Regions from separate parts of the Sus scrofa genome. Here region 1 is linked to region 2. Evidence: chromatin contacts called from public HiChIP or PLAC-seq data. All regions are on one chromosome and are shown on one strand. The core of a region is the stretch at or near the end of the contact, and the rest is flanking DNA. Distances in the headings are between cores, read along the strand shown.

Region 1 (7,781 bases), core at 481-2,980, 150 kb before region 2:
AGGACAAAGGAAACAGACAAAAACAAAAAACAAAAACAAACAAGGTGCATCGTACTGATGACTGTAAAATTCAAATCCTATAAAGGGAATTACTATTTAGTTATACAGTGAAATATTATATAACCTGTTAAAGTGATTTTGCAATTTTATTTGTACGGTCAAGGAGAGCTAACAAGCTTTAAAAGAAGTTTGCAAAATGTATGTATAACACAAAGTCTTTTAAAAAAACAAAACTGATTTAATAACAAAACCTGACCTGACCTGACCTGAATTCACTTTGTGGCTAGCCTGGACTTGAAATAAGTGGGACTCTTCATTTATCCTTCATGTAACTATTTACCTGAGAAGTCACTAGGGGGCGTTACATAACATAGGGCAATGCACACCCATTGCCGTTCTGAAATCTGTAAAATGCTGAATTTTGAAAAACATCTAACCCCAAGTGTTTTTTTTTCTTTTTTTTTCCTTGTCTTTTGTCTTTTTCAACCCAGGCTAGGGGTTGAAATAGAGCTATAGCTGCCGGCCTACACCACAGTAACACAGGATCCGAGCGGCGTCTGTGACCTACACCATAACTCTGTGACCTATACCATAGCGTATGGCAACACCAGATCCTTAACCCACTGAGCAAGGTCAGGGATAGAACCCACGTCCTCATGGATACCAATCCATGGGCTCGTTACTGCTGAGCCATGACGGGAACTCCTAACCCCAAGGGTTTTGAAGAAGAGACCATGGACTTGGATGACACGTGCACACATAATATGTGTATTTGTGTATAAATGATCAGCATCTGTGCCTAAATCTATGACACTGTTTCAGAGGAAAAACTGTACTATTAGTATTATCCTAAGTTTGCATTATGTAATGACTTTTAGTTTCTGACTTAAAATTTCCTTTTTCTTAAATTTGTATGAACACACACAACTTTCAGAATAGAAAGGAAAAAGAAAACCTCTTCCTTCTTACCCACCCTCCCAACCACGCGGACAGCTCTCATGTCACGAAACATCCCATAATACTAATGGGCAGCACAGCATTTCGGGACATGAGATCCCTGGCCTGAAACCTGCCAATTATGGATTACCATTTTGCAAGATGATGGGCGTTTTAAAATGTATGATAGAATCCAGAACACCCAGGGCCTACCAATTTACTACGGAGGGTATGCATGCTTTCAGCACTTTTCCGTGTTTCAAAGAACAACCTGAGCAATAATCTGTCTGCTGCAAATGGAGACCCAAACAGCACATTTCTAACTAGTCTCATGTGAAGGGAAAAGAAAAGAAATGAACCATTAAAAAAAAATCCTTAACCCCAACCACAATACCCTGCAGTCAGAGGTTGCAAACAGGAAATGCTGCGCAGCTGGAGAAATCTTTGCTTTGCTTCAGCAGCTCTGAAGCAATAACTGCCTTCTAACGCTTAACGGCGGTTCAGGCTCTGAAGCAAGCGAGAACTGTCCAAAGGCTCGTGGAAAAGCAGGCATCGGGCCGCGGAGTCCGGGCGGGACGAACACCCTCCTGGGCACCTCCCACTATTCCCAAAGAGCTTTTTCGCGTTTCTAAACCTGCTGCCACATTGGGGCTCTTGGGGTCTGGTTTAAATGGTTTTCCTCTGCCCATTGAGAATCTATTTCAATCCACCAATTACTCCTCTCCCATCCCGTTTGTGTGGTTCGGTAATAAAACGGATGCGATGCTCTGTTGACTCCTTAGCTTCTCCGCCAGGATCACAGGATGACGGCTTGACGCTGGGTACAGAGCAGACCCAGTGCTGTTTCGCAAGTATACTGCTTTCGTTGCAAGAGCGGACCAAAAAAGAAAGGACTAAAAATAATCTTGGTTCTGTGCATTTAGGCAAATGAAAAATAAAAAACACTGAGAAACAGCCAAAGTTCAAGATCACTGTTTCCTTCCTCCTTTTTTTTCCTTACAAGGAAGACCCTCACCATTAATGTATTAACTAAAGGGCGTCTGAAGCAGAAGGACCTGAATACATAAAGGCCTGGAAGCAAGACACAGCCTTTGCTCTGTCCGCAACCGACGCTGATCAGGAAGGCCTCTTTTATATAAGGGTGATTTCAGAGAGACTGGTAAGTCACCCAAAGAAATACCTCTCTCTCTCTTTTTTTTTTTTTTTGGGTCTTTTTGCCTTTTCTAGGGCCGCTCCCACGGCACATGGAGGTTCCCAGGCTAGGGGTGGAATCAGAGCTGTAGCCACCAGCCTACGCCAGAACCACAGCAACGTGGGATCCGAGCCACATCTGTGACCTACACCACAGCTCACGACAACGCCGGATCCTTAACCCACTGAGCGAGGCCAGGGATCGAACCCGCAACCTCTTGGTTCCTAGTCGGATTCGTTAACCACTGAACCATGACGGGAACTCCGAGAAATATTTCTTATAATTAAAAAAAGGCTACTATCTACTACGCAGACTATGAACCAAACCTATGAAAGATACTTGACATAAAACCCCAAGCCCTTAAAACCTCGCCATAAACATATTAAAAACATCAACAAAATAGGTCACGTCGGCTCCTTCTTGCCTCTCACCACTAAGAGGCAGTACTCTGCAGACAGAGTCAAACGGGACCAACGGATCCACTTCCAGGAGGAAACGGCTAAATGGCTTCACCTTCGGGAAGGGGGACCCCATAAAGGTCTTCAACTGGAGGGAAAAATTCGAAAGACTGGTTTAGAAAACCTCTAACAGTTAAAAGGAAGTAGAAAGTGGTCTAAAGGACTAGCAGAGAGGTGAGGAGTGAAGAGTCCGGCTTTTGCTCTGTACTTTTGTTTTACTCTCCCGTCTGTCGTGTGACTTTCTCCAACTTTCCCTCCCTCACGAGACTCTGATAACTTACATTCTTATTAACCTTATTATTTTGAAAAAAATTATAGATTCACACCCAAAAGTGGCAAAATAGTACAGAGAGGTTCTCTGTAGGTAGTCAACCCACTTCTCTGAATAGGCTACATGGGCTATAAACCACGTTATCAAAACCCAGAAATCAACCCTGGCATGAGACAAATAATAAACTACAGACCTTATCTGAATTTCACCAGCTTTTATGTGCGCATATTTTCTGGTATATTTGTGTATATTTCTAGGACATTTTACCACATGTATAGATACAGCACAACTGCCCCCCAGTCAAGACACAGAACTGTCCTAGGAACTCACTTGGGTTACGCCTCTACGGTCACACCCCTGCCCTCTCCTCCAACCTGGTAACCACTGGTCTGTTCTCTAGCTCTGTAATTTTGGATGCTCTAGATTCACATCAGAAAAATACATAAATGGCAAAGTCATCTTGTTAAAATATGACTGTTTTGCGGAACTTCTTGCTTTCGCTTTAAGACATCAGCAGCCCACAGTGGGAGGACACGAAAGAAAGAGACAAAAGACTCTCCTGTACGTACTTGGGTTGTCCTGCTGGACAGGCAAGTTCTCCGCTCCTACTCCTGTCCCAGCACCTGGCTTGCCAGGGGCTGACGGGCAAGCAGATGGCCCAGCACTGGGACGAGCGCTAACCTGCCAGGGGTGAGGGGTCCTTCAGAAGGGCTCTCTGGAAAGTCACATGCTCTCCAACTTCTGAGTCTATAACTTGTCCCCAGCCGGGAAAGTGCACATGCTCTAAGGCCAACAGTAAGTGAAAGCCACCTCAGTGCAAAGTTGCTTAGGACATGAGATTTCCTCTATCTGGGGGGAAAAGCGCAGAAAAAGAGGACCAGAAAGACAAACCCTGGGAGGTCCCATTGTGGCACAGCAGAAACGGAATCCAACTAGTATTCACAGGGATACAGGTTCAATCCTTGGCCTGGCTCAGTGGGTAGGGGATCTGGCGTTGCCGTGAGCTGTGGTGCAGGCCGGCAGCTGTAGCTCCAACTGGACCCATAGCCTGGGAACTTAACTAAACTGCAGGTGTGGCCCTGAAAATCCAAAAAAAAAAAAAAAAAAAAAAAAAAAAAAAGACAAACCCAAAACAGCAATGCTGGTCATCTCAGGGTAAGAAGGATGCAAAAGAGAACCTGGAATTTGCTCTTTGTATTCTGAAATTTCCCCACTAGGAGTGTTCTTTCTTACAATCGGAGAAGAAAGAAAGTCCCTGCAGCGGCTGTTGATGGCGCAGGAGTATTCTCATTGACGCAATCTACTGATACGGTAGTGATCCACTGTGTGTGACTCAAAGACCTGGCAATTTCCACAATTTCTCCCCTTGGGGGTAGACTCTGATCCTCACGCAAGAGACAGGGGAGGAAGGGAGGCACGCCCCGCCCCACCCCTTCCAGAGAGGACACTCATGCTGGTGAGTTAGGCGACCACGTTAATCCACTTAGCAGGGCTGGACTCACAGCAAAGCCTTTGGTTTCTGATGCCAGCGGTTCTCAAGGGCTCAAGGTCAAAAGCATTTTCACAGCAAAATGCTAAAAGCTTTTTATCTGACCTTTTCACTGTCTTCACATGTGCACTGATAGTGCACAAATAATGGAGTAAAACTCTGGTGCCCTGGTGTGGTGTAAGGCACTGCCACAAACTTGTCACTGTATTCATCTCGGTCATGCTCTTACGATTTAATTAAAAACCCAAAACAGAGTTCCCGTCGTGGCACAGTGGTTAACGAATCCGACTAGGAACCATGAGGTTGTGGGTTCGATCCCTGCCCTTGCTCAGTGGGTTAACGATCCGGCGTTGCCGTGAGCTGTGGTGTAGGTCGCAGATGCGGCTCAGATCCTGTGTGGCTGTGGCTCTGGCGTAGGCTGGTGGCTACAGCTCCGATTAGACCCCTAGCCTGGGAACCTCCATATGCCGCAGGAGCGGCCCAAGAAATGGCAAAAAGACAAAAAAAAACCAAACAAACAAACCCCAAAACAAGCTGTTTCCCTTTAAGAATGCCCATGAAGAAATGTAAAAAAATGACTGACTGTACTACATATTGATCCGAGCATATCTTTTTAATACTCCTTTTGAGGACACAGGATGCATCAGAAGCAGAGAACTTCCAAGGCATAACAAGATATGATGTCGTCTTGAGAAAAAAGCACAGATGCAGTTTTTCTAGTTTCAGAATGAACTAGCTGGTTTTGTTAGTTTTCAAGTGGAACGCCATTTTTTTTCTTTGAAAAAATGACTGACAATATTGAGACTTGGGTATTTGGCAAACACTGTCTTGAAAACGAATTACTTGTCACAACACAGTACACAAGTGACAGAACTTGTTGCTAACAATAAAACTGGAGTTTTCAGGAGGTCCTGATGTGGCTCAGCAGTAACGAACCCGACTAGTGTCCATAAGGATGCAGGTCTGATCCCTGGCTCTACCCAGTGGGTTAAGGATCCGGCACTGCCGTGAGCCGTGGTGTAGGACAGCAGCTGCAGCTTGGATTAGATCCCTAGCCTAGGAACTTTCATATGCTGCAGTATGGTCCTAAAAAGATCTGCCCCCCCAAAAAAGAAAAAAAAAAACAAAAACATAATGGAGCTTTCAGAGAAAAGTTAAAATTTTGGAAAACTTCAATCACCATGAGCTTGACAATTTCCAAATCCTTAAAATCCATGTATATGGTTGCAGATTCATACTGCTACCAACTTTTAAGAAACCCCCATCAAGTTTTGACGTAGTATCAGAGAAAAATATTGATAATTATCCAAAAAGGCTCACTTTAAAGTACTTTTCTCTCTTCCCAATATACAGAGCTATATGAGTGTAGTTTTTGGGTCTACTTCCGCCAAAATAACATACTGCAACATAATGAATGAATACATTAAAAAGGTCTCTCAGTTTTATATTCTCAAATAGTAAATATGGATAGAAGCAGTCCATGTCAACAAAAACTCTTTGGTGTCCTCCACCATTTTTAAGATTGCGGATCTAACACCCAACAGTTTGAGAGCTACTGGCTAACACTCTTCCAACACAACATGTGTAAGTCACCAAAGAGAGAAGCCAAAGAGAAAAAAGCAGAGGAGAAAGTCTCTGCAAGCTAAAGACAAACAGGAGCTGGAGGAGTACTGGTACAGGTTCCAGTCTTTATGTCAGATGGGCCGTCCTCACGCACAGTCTACCAAGGCAATGCCGGAGTTCCCTTTGGCGCAGCGGTGGTGGCGCAGCGGTAATGAATGTGGGTTTGATCCCTGGCCTCACCCAGAGGGTTAAGGATCCGGTGTTGCCATGAGCGTGGTATAGGTTGAAGACGTGGCTCAGATGCTGCGTGGCTGTGGCTGTAGCTCTGATTTGACCCCTAGCCTGGGAACTCCCACATGTTTCTGGTGCGGCCTTAAAGGGAAAAAAAAAAAGGCAATGTCACTACCTTGTGTAATGTCTGGGGCAGGGTGCTGAATCCACACGTGCAAGACCCGAGGTCAGGGAACCTGAGCTCAAGCCCCAATCCCAGCCCCACCCCCGGCACATCATTTCTTTGAAGATTTGAGGCACTTCTTTGTAACGTGGAACACGCCTATCCAAACTGGCCATGACACTGGGAGCTGCCACAGAGATCAAGTGAGAGGACCTGAATTGATGAAAGCTTGCGTTTGTCAAGCAAATTCCATTTGTCAGCTACTGTGCTTAGTGATTCACTTCCAGGATCTCAACGAAGTCCCACCACTACCTAGAAACAGACACTACGATTTCTTTTTACAGATAAGGAAACCGGCATTGGAGAAGGTAAGTGACTTGCCTTAGGCCAGAAGCTGGAAGTTGGGAGCTGGGATTCCAGGTCTGATTGAGACTCAAACCTACATTCCTCCCACAGTTTCATAGCCTCTCCCATCCTAGATCATGAGGTGAAAGAACTTTTTATAAAAACCACTTTCTAGTAAGGGGAGGGCAAGAGCAAGTTGGGTGACACCCGGCCTGGAGCCCGACCGGGGTGCGGTCCCGGCCCAGCGGCCTCGATGGCAAGACGATTGTTGGTGACAAGTTAGAAGCTGGTGACTAACATCATACGGGCTGAAGCTGGCTTTTAACAGCAGTATCTGCCCGCGAGAGATTTCACAGAACATCCCTCTGGATCATCACACCTTCCACAGTCACGGGACGTTTAGAAAATCAAACATCTGGAGTTCCCGTCGTGGCGCAGTGGTTGACGAATCAGACGAGGAACCATGAGGTTGCGGGTCGGTCCCTGCGCTTGCTCAGTGGGTTAACGATCCGGCGTTGCCGTGAGCTGTGGTGTAGGTTGCAGACTCGGCTCGGATCCTGCGTTGCTGTGGCTCTGGCGTAGGCTGGTGGCTACAGCTCCGATTCAACCCCTAGCCTGGGAACCTCCATATGCCACAGGAGCAGCCCAAAGAAATAGCAAAAAGACCAAAAAAAAAGAAAATCAAACATCTAAACCGTGGCTGAGCTGCCAGCACTTAGTGGGTCGATGTTTTTCAGGACCGACCCTTCGGAAATTCCTCAACACAATCCACTTGCCTCATACTGATTCCTGAGAAGTCACACAAATAATGAAAGTTTTCCCTCTCTACAGTTAGAGAGCTAGACCTGACCCCCAAATCAACCTTTCCCTTTTCTCCTTAAAAATAAGTACTGTTTCAATATAAACTATTTACGTACCCATTATAAGCAATATCTTAATAAGAAAATGACATTTTTTCAGCACCTGGAACACAACAGATATTTGGTATTTGCTATTTGAACTGAGGGTACAATTCTAAAGAAACATCAAGATTTTTTTTTTATCCTTTGTAAATATCAACCATATTGACAATTGCTTAATGTTTCCGGGCTTTACTAGCCTAAGAGAACAGGATTTTCAGGAAACCCCCCCAA
Region 2 (6,965 bases), core at 913-3,412:
ACACTGAATCACTTGGGGGCGGGGGGCACAACATAGGAGACTGGAAGGCAGAAGTGACCTTAAGCTTCGGCTACTTATTCAACGTTGTGACAAGTCATTTTAACTTTCTGAGCCTCTGTTTCCTCATCTGTCAAATGTGGAAACGGGAGTTCTGTTGCCTTACCAAGGGCTGTGGATGCAATGAGACAACACACATGAAAGCACTTTGTAAGCAGCTATAACGGATACAGAAATGCTGGCGAGTTAACCCAGAGGAGAACTGCTCATAAAATCACATGCTTCACTCCTCGCCATTTGTAAAGAAAAATCAGAGAGGTCAGCTCTTTTTGAAAACACCAATTCTCTCCGTAATCATCATGAACTGGCTGCCCCAGTTGATGGATGTAAATTATCCAAATTTAAATGCCTCCCATTCAACGTAAAGGAAACACAAATCATCTGGAGGGAAAATGCCTTCTCTTCCCCTGGAGGAGGCAGGTCTTGTTTGTGTGTCTATGCATGTGTGTTTCCATTGAGAAGGTCAATGCCAACACGACTGTCCCCTGGTCCCCCGCACTTTGCAGCTAAATTACAACAAAGTAAGGCTGGCCGGAGACGGGGCGGGTGCGGGCTCTGAAGCCCCACATACCTGGGTGTGAATTTATCCATTATTTATCAGCTGGGTGTCGTGAGGGTCAGAAATAGCACATTTCTCAGTTATTTCTGTACTCGGTACAGAGCTGGAACGCAAAAGTCAGAGTGCTCGCTGCTTCTGAAGCTGCTAATCCACTGAAAGACTGTAGGTTGCAGACACGAGAAGACCAGACCAAAAATTCAGCTCAGCATCCAGGTCTGCCATGGATCTGTGGCAAGAGCTTCAGGAAATTCAGCAACGGGCGGTTTTTCCAAATGCTCTACCCAACTGGTAGGCGTACAACTGAAGTCCAGAGAGGAGGGAGACAACAGGTCTTGGAAGACTTTTCCCAGACCTGCCCTCGGCAAGCATCGATCAAGGGCAATTTCAATGTAGCCTTCATTATATACCCTCATTAGTCAAATCTCTGAGTGACAAGCAGGTTAAAGGGAGGGACCTCCTCCCTCAAGATCGGTACAGTCTAGTAGAAGGGGCTACATGTAGAACGGAAGCAAGTACATAACGCAGTTAATTAGCCTGTCGGGGGGTTTGATTTCTGTGACCATCCAGTTGGTATTTAATATCCTGTCAGGAAGTTCTTATTCAGCGCTAACCTAAATCTCTCATGCTTCAGCTGAAGCCTATTTCCTGACTGTTCTATGTCATTTGCATTCCATTCTCACTATAAAGCACTTTTGTCTTGAGAACAAGTCTGAGGTAAAAGAGCACGGAGTGGTCTGAATCCTTCCTAAGCCTGGGCTGTCATCTGAAAAATGGGGAAACCGCACCCCCCCCCATAGAGCTGTCGGAAGGATTAAATGAAGTGACACGATGTGTGTGAGGCATTCAGCCCAGTGCCCAGCACGGAGCAGGTGCTTAACTGCAGTAGTGGCAGATTCTGAATTTGTTCAAACTCTGTTACTCAAAATGCAGACGAAGCCTTGGGACAGTGACAGCGTTATCTGCCTTGGCCCCACTTTAGGTACCGGGAGGCAGTGCATTCAGCTGCAATGCCTTGAAAAATATTACTATTATTAAAGCAGCAGCAGCTGTCGGACCAGCAGTGAACGCTTACTCCGATGTGCACTTCGTGGAAATAAGGAGTGTCTCATTTTATATAAGTGCTGGTAATGTGAATAAACATTACAAGGGAAAGGAACGAGGCTACATTTTAAGAAATGATTAATGAAACGTAAAAGAAAATGCCCCACACCTCAAAACAGCAAAGACACTCCAATTTTATTGTGTGTCTAAGTGGTCACGGAAGGAAAACTGCTGGCCCCCGTCAGACCAGACCTTCGGTGGGGGGGGGGGGCGCCAATCAAGCCAGACCACTTCCCCGCAGAGCTGAGCCCGGCTGCCCAGTGGCCCCGGGTATCTGGGGAGGTTATTTCCGGGCACCATGTCATCGCTGTGGGTTTAAACGCAGCGGCGTGTCCCTCCTCTGCCCACACCCTGTGCAGAATGTTGGTCTTCCGCGACCACATCAGGAAAGCTGCAACTAGGCAGCGCAGTGCCCTGACCACAGCCCTTCAAAATGTCCCAAATGACTAGAGCGGAGGAGGTCACGGGGAGGTGAGACTCGCAGAGGGAAGTCCAGCGAAGCTAACACTCCCGGTGCCACAGCCTGACCTTCCCCGCGGGTCCTCCCGACCACCCCTCGAGGGACTGGGGTCTCCACTTCGCTCTCACTCCCGAGGAGGAAGATGCTGCTGGACTAGAAGACCTGGATCCTGGTCCCATCGCCCTGGGGGAGCCGGTGACAGAGGGTGCTTCCCTGCCCTTGAACCCTTCTCTGAGGACCACCTTCATGCCCAGACCTGCTGAAGAGGGACCCCTGACTGATCAGGAGCGCCCCCTCCCCAGCCTTGTCAGCTGACTGCATCCGTGGTGGTCTCCTGACCCAGCTGGGCCAACCCCGTCCTCCCTCCCAGTCAGGCACGGCGGCTCAACTGGGGGGGGGCACCAGAGCCGGGGAGCTGGGAGGGCCAAGGATGCCCATCTCTACCACTGGCTCCAAAGAGAATGACCTCACTTCCTACCGTTCCTGCCCTCACGTGCCATAAAATACCCCACGAGTCTTTACAATAAACCCTCATTTTGCCTGAACGGCTGTATCCTGTTCTGTTGGGGGGAAGCAGGATCTGTGACTTAACAAAAGAGCCTGACACACTTGGGCTTTCTGGGCCTTGGCCTCCTCATCCATAGAACGGAGGAGCTGGATCAACGGTCTCTAGGGCCTTTTTCACTTCTGTCGAGTGTCCTTTGTAACAACCCCCAGCACTGGGGACGCGGCCATCCCTGCCGTAGGCCGTGAGCACAGCGCAAGAAAAATACACGGTATCCAGGTTCTATTGATGAGAGAAAGCGCCTCGAAGAGCTTGTGTTTCTCTCCATCCAAATCACACCCGGCGAGGAGGGTAAGGGAGGGTCCGGCTGGACCTGGCTGCTCTGCTCTCTGCACCCCTGCCATCAAGGACAATCAGCCTCTCTGGGGCTTCAGCTCCCAGGGGCCGAAGGCTGGGATTTTGTTCCCCTAGCTTCTGGGTGGCTAAACTGGGTGCTGTCTTATCAAAGGCACATGTATTCCAGTTCTTTCAGGAAAATTATACCATAGCCTTGGCGCAAAGATTCAGTTCTTATGTAAGTGACCACAAAGAGCATCACGACACAGGGCTGCTCAGGAGGGGCTCTGGGCTGGGAGAACCAGCTGTGAACGCCCGAATTCTGTTAAGACCAAGCAGCGTCGAGGGCCTCGGGTCCGACCCAAGCCCTGCCCCACAATGGACACGCATTCCACCGACACCAAAGAGGTTCTGAGGCACACAGAAATGCAAATTCAAGGATAGATCCTTTTCACGTCAAGGCGCCTGCCTCCAAACCAAAATAGAATTCCTTGTGGTCTCAGTGCTTCAAGCTGTAATCAGTAAAGCAAACAACCCAGCTGCCACGCTCGTCCTGGTCAGGGCCAAGGCATTCATGCTGCCCCCAGCACTTCCCCACAAATGACCAAAACTAAATACCTGCATTTATTATGTACCAAAGAGGCTCTTTACCCCAAGACCCCGGGAAAAATCAGAAGGGGCAGCGCTGTCCCAGCTCCTTGCACCAATGGAAGGGATCTGGCAGACGGGGGTCAGTGGGAGAAGCAGACAAAGAATTGGCAGTGCCACAGGAAGCAGAGCCCATCGGGCTGGCGTAGGTCGAAGGAGCAGCACTGGTCACAGTCCCCTGACTTCAGAGCACACCACCAAGGGCTGAGTATACAGTAAAACTGAGCTGACCCCCCGTTTCAGATCAAGTTGGCTTTGACCATGACCTCCAGAGCTCAAAGAATTCAGTGCTGCCCTAGTCCCCCCTCCAGTCCCATCTGCACCTCCACCATCCAGGTCCCCCAAGGCACGAGCTGGCTGCGTCCCTGCCCTCATCACCCGCCCTTCCAGAAACGAATCTACCAAGTCTCAGCTACACATTGTCCAGTCCAGTAATAATAAACTGTGACAGCAGTGGGAAGAAGAACAATCATTTATAGAGCCCTTCCCATGCCCGGCGCAGCTCCAAGCACTTCAGAGTCCCCGGCTCACTGAGACGTAGTGTCCCCAGGAGGACACTAAGACACAGCAAGGTTCGGTGACTTGCCTGACATACACTGGTCCATAACAGGGCTGCCATTAAGCTCGGCAAGGGAGCTTTGGCCTCCTCGGCCTGAATGTCGCCACTGGTCCACAGGGGTGAGAACTCCGCCCAGCTCCCCATCGAGGAATGCTTCTCACCGCCCCACAGGAGGAAGGCTGACTAATCTGACAGGTCGGACCTTGGCACACAGGGCCGCATTTTACCAGCGATGAAGTCATCTGATGAGTGTCTCACGTGCATGATACACTCAAAACAATGCCATTTACTTCCCAAGTAGGAAACTGAGGCTTAGATGCAAAAGCCATCTCCATTCAATGCATCACTTGCTCATGTTTGGATAATACACGTGGGAATGGCGCCAGGGTCTGCCTCTAGTCCCCAAATGACTAGGTGACATAAATGGAAACCACCTTTCTGAGGCTCATTTGACTCCCAGACACAAAGGCAAGGTCTGGGAGTGTGTGGACACCCACCACCACAAACGCTTCTAATGAAAGCCTCCTAGCCCCACATCAGGAAGGGCTGCTGGGGCCTCCCACAGTACGTCATGTGAGACCAGGACTTGTTATCAGACAGGCTAGCAAGATCAGGTTCCCAAATTCAGGTTCGCTCTCTACTCCTACCTGAAAGCACTGAATGGCACTAAAACAAGGCACTGAAAGAGCCCCAGGACATCCCCCATCCCCAAACTCCTTCTCTCCCGGCTCTAGAAATCAATTGAAGATAAGAAAAATTATCAGGAGACATCTGCAAGACAAAAAAACCCAAAACAAAACCCTGGCAGACAAAAGAAGAAATAGAAAGGCTTCTAAATCCAGAAACCCTGCATTTTTAGGGCATTTAGTGCCTTGGGCAAGTCATTTTACCTGGCAGAGCCTTGGTTCATTCAAGAATGATAAAAATGCTACCAGACAAGGTTTTATTAGATAGTAGATGTGGATAACTACTACTTAGGTTTTTTAACTAACTACTTTAGGTCTTTTAAACCCTAAAGACGTGTATAAAAGGTAAACAGCATTAGCTTGGACTAGCCAGCTAACAGGTTTGAGCTTTGTTTTAGAAAGAGCCGGAGTCCTGGTATATAAAGGAAGTTTCTCTTTGCTTCTGCAGGCAAATTTCTTCTTCGCTCACTGGCCTTGGCTGGTTCTGTCCCGAGAACACTCATCCCAAGTACCTCCAGACTGGAGGATGAGCCACAGGAGCCCAGAATTCTGCATGGGACAGCGGCATCCAGGGAAGGCCAGTTCACCTTTTGTTGTTTTCAAGAGTTCAAGGACAAAGAAAGCCTGTTTTCCTTACCTTAAGCAATGCACAAGACCAACCCTGATTTTATCTAAACTCTTCCTGAGACTTGTTTTTCTGTAAGACTACAACCAAGTTTTAGTGGCCCCTATATAAAGACGCACTTCCTATCAAGTTTACCAACTTTCAACGTCCAAGAGAAGTAAAGCAGCTGCATTCGAGAACACTGAGAACTTCTGAACAGGATCAGACTCCAGGCCCTGGCCACGCAGGCCCTAAGGGTGAGATTCCCGGGAACAACACTTGCGGACTTGAGAGAGTTTATCAAAGACTGATGACCTCTGGTCATCACTATGGAAGAACATGCCCAAGAGATCATGGATAAACATGAAAAACTTACATGGGGAGAAAGGAAACACCTTCGGATGAAGTCTGACTGGTATGCGGGGGACACTCTGGCAATGGGATGAATTCCCAAACCCTCTCTTTCCTGTTGTGGGATGTTGGGCAAAAGACTTAATGACAGTAACAGTCCAGTAATAGCAGGGTGAACATCAGCATGAAATGACAGTGCGTATGGGGCTTCTACCCAGTAGGAACCCTAAAAACTGCTGACTGCTGTTACTGTGAAACAGACCTTGACAATGAATCTACATTCTACACTTTCGTTCATTTCTTCATCCAGCCAAACACACATATCTACCTCTTCAGCAAGGACACAGGCTAACACAAGCTAGCCTCTGATGCAAGACCCAGCCTTGACTGTCAGTCCTTCCTTAAGGAAGCTTTTAGACCGTGTGCTTCCTGAGGGCAGCCTTGTTCATTTTAGTACCTGAGGGTCCAGCACACTGGGGGCGCATGTTGTCAGGCACTGGGTAATTTGTATGTCAACTGGATGAGTGATTGTGGGGTGCTGTTTGTGTTGCTGGGGTGACTGTCCTGGGTTATTTCCCCCACCCTACAAGCTGTCCCTTTCTACCTGTTACACGGCCCGGTATATCTCTTTCTCAAAGACCAATAGTTTCTCCACAACCTAATCCAAGTATGTGACCCTCCCAACGCCTTCACGAGGATTAGCTACGTGACTTGCACATAGCAAGTGCTCCCCAAATGTGCCAAGGACAAATGAACCTTTCCACAGAAAAGAAACTCATGGACTTAGAGAACAGACTTGTGGTTGCCAAGGGGGAGTGGGAGGGAATGGGATGGACTGGGTATCTGGGGTTAACAGATGCAAACTATTGCATTTAGAATGGATAAGCAATGAGATCCTGCTGCATAGCACTAGGAACTATACCTAGTTATTTGTGATGGAGCATGATGGAGAAAAATGTGAGAAAAAGTATATACGTGTGTGTGTGTGTGTGTGTGTGTGAGAGTGTGAGAGAGAGAGAGAGAGAGAGACTGGGTCATTTTGCTGAACAACAGAAAATTGACAGAACACTGTAAACCAACTATAATACAAAAAAGAAAA

The links. HiChIP or PLAC-seq counts read pairs in DNA pulled down with a chosen protein or histone mark.
Region 1: an H3K27ac HiChIP or PLAC-seq map of alveolar macrophages shows a contact between it and region 2. The contact joins two enhancer-like sites. A contact is called at or near these places in 5 of 47 Hi-C or Micro-C datasets (embryonic fibroblasts, heart right ventricle, liver and 1 more) and 2 of 2 datasets of contacts at active chromatin or transcription factors (alveolar macrophages and skeletal muscle).

The regions. Positions count from the first base shown.
Region 1 is chr4:10,334,915-10,342,695 of Sscrofa11.1, reverse strand. The region is part of intron 5 of ASAP1 (arf-GAP with SH3 domain, ANK repeat and PH domain-containing protein 1); the gene reads right to left. Among named protein-coding and RNA genes, the nearest start is that of FAM49B, 140 kb to the left of the region's middle. Within about 2 kb of position 1,730, at least 28 of the 83 cell types and tissues checked have an H3K27ac peak or open chromatin away from gene starts, as enhancers often do. A contact at or near this core is called in alveolar macrophages and retroperitoneal adipose tissue, where this site is marked.
Region 2 is chr4:10,187,903-10,194,867 of Sscrofa11.1, reverse strand. All of the region lies in intron 3 of ASAP1 (arf-GAP with SH3 domain, ANK repeat and PH domain-containing protein 1), which reads right to left. Among named protein-coding and RNA genes, the nearest start is that of ASAP1, 88 kb to the right of the region's middle. Within about 2 kb of position 2,162, at least 15 of the 83 cell types and tissues checked have an H3K27ac peak or open chromatin away from gene starts, as enhancers often do. A contact at or near this core is called in alveolar macrophages and retroperitoneal adipose tissue, where this site is marked.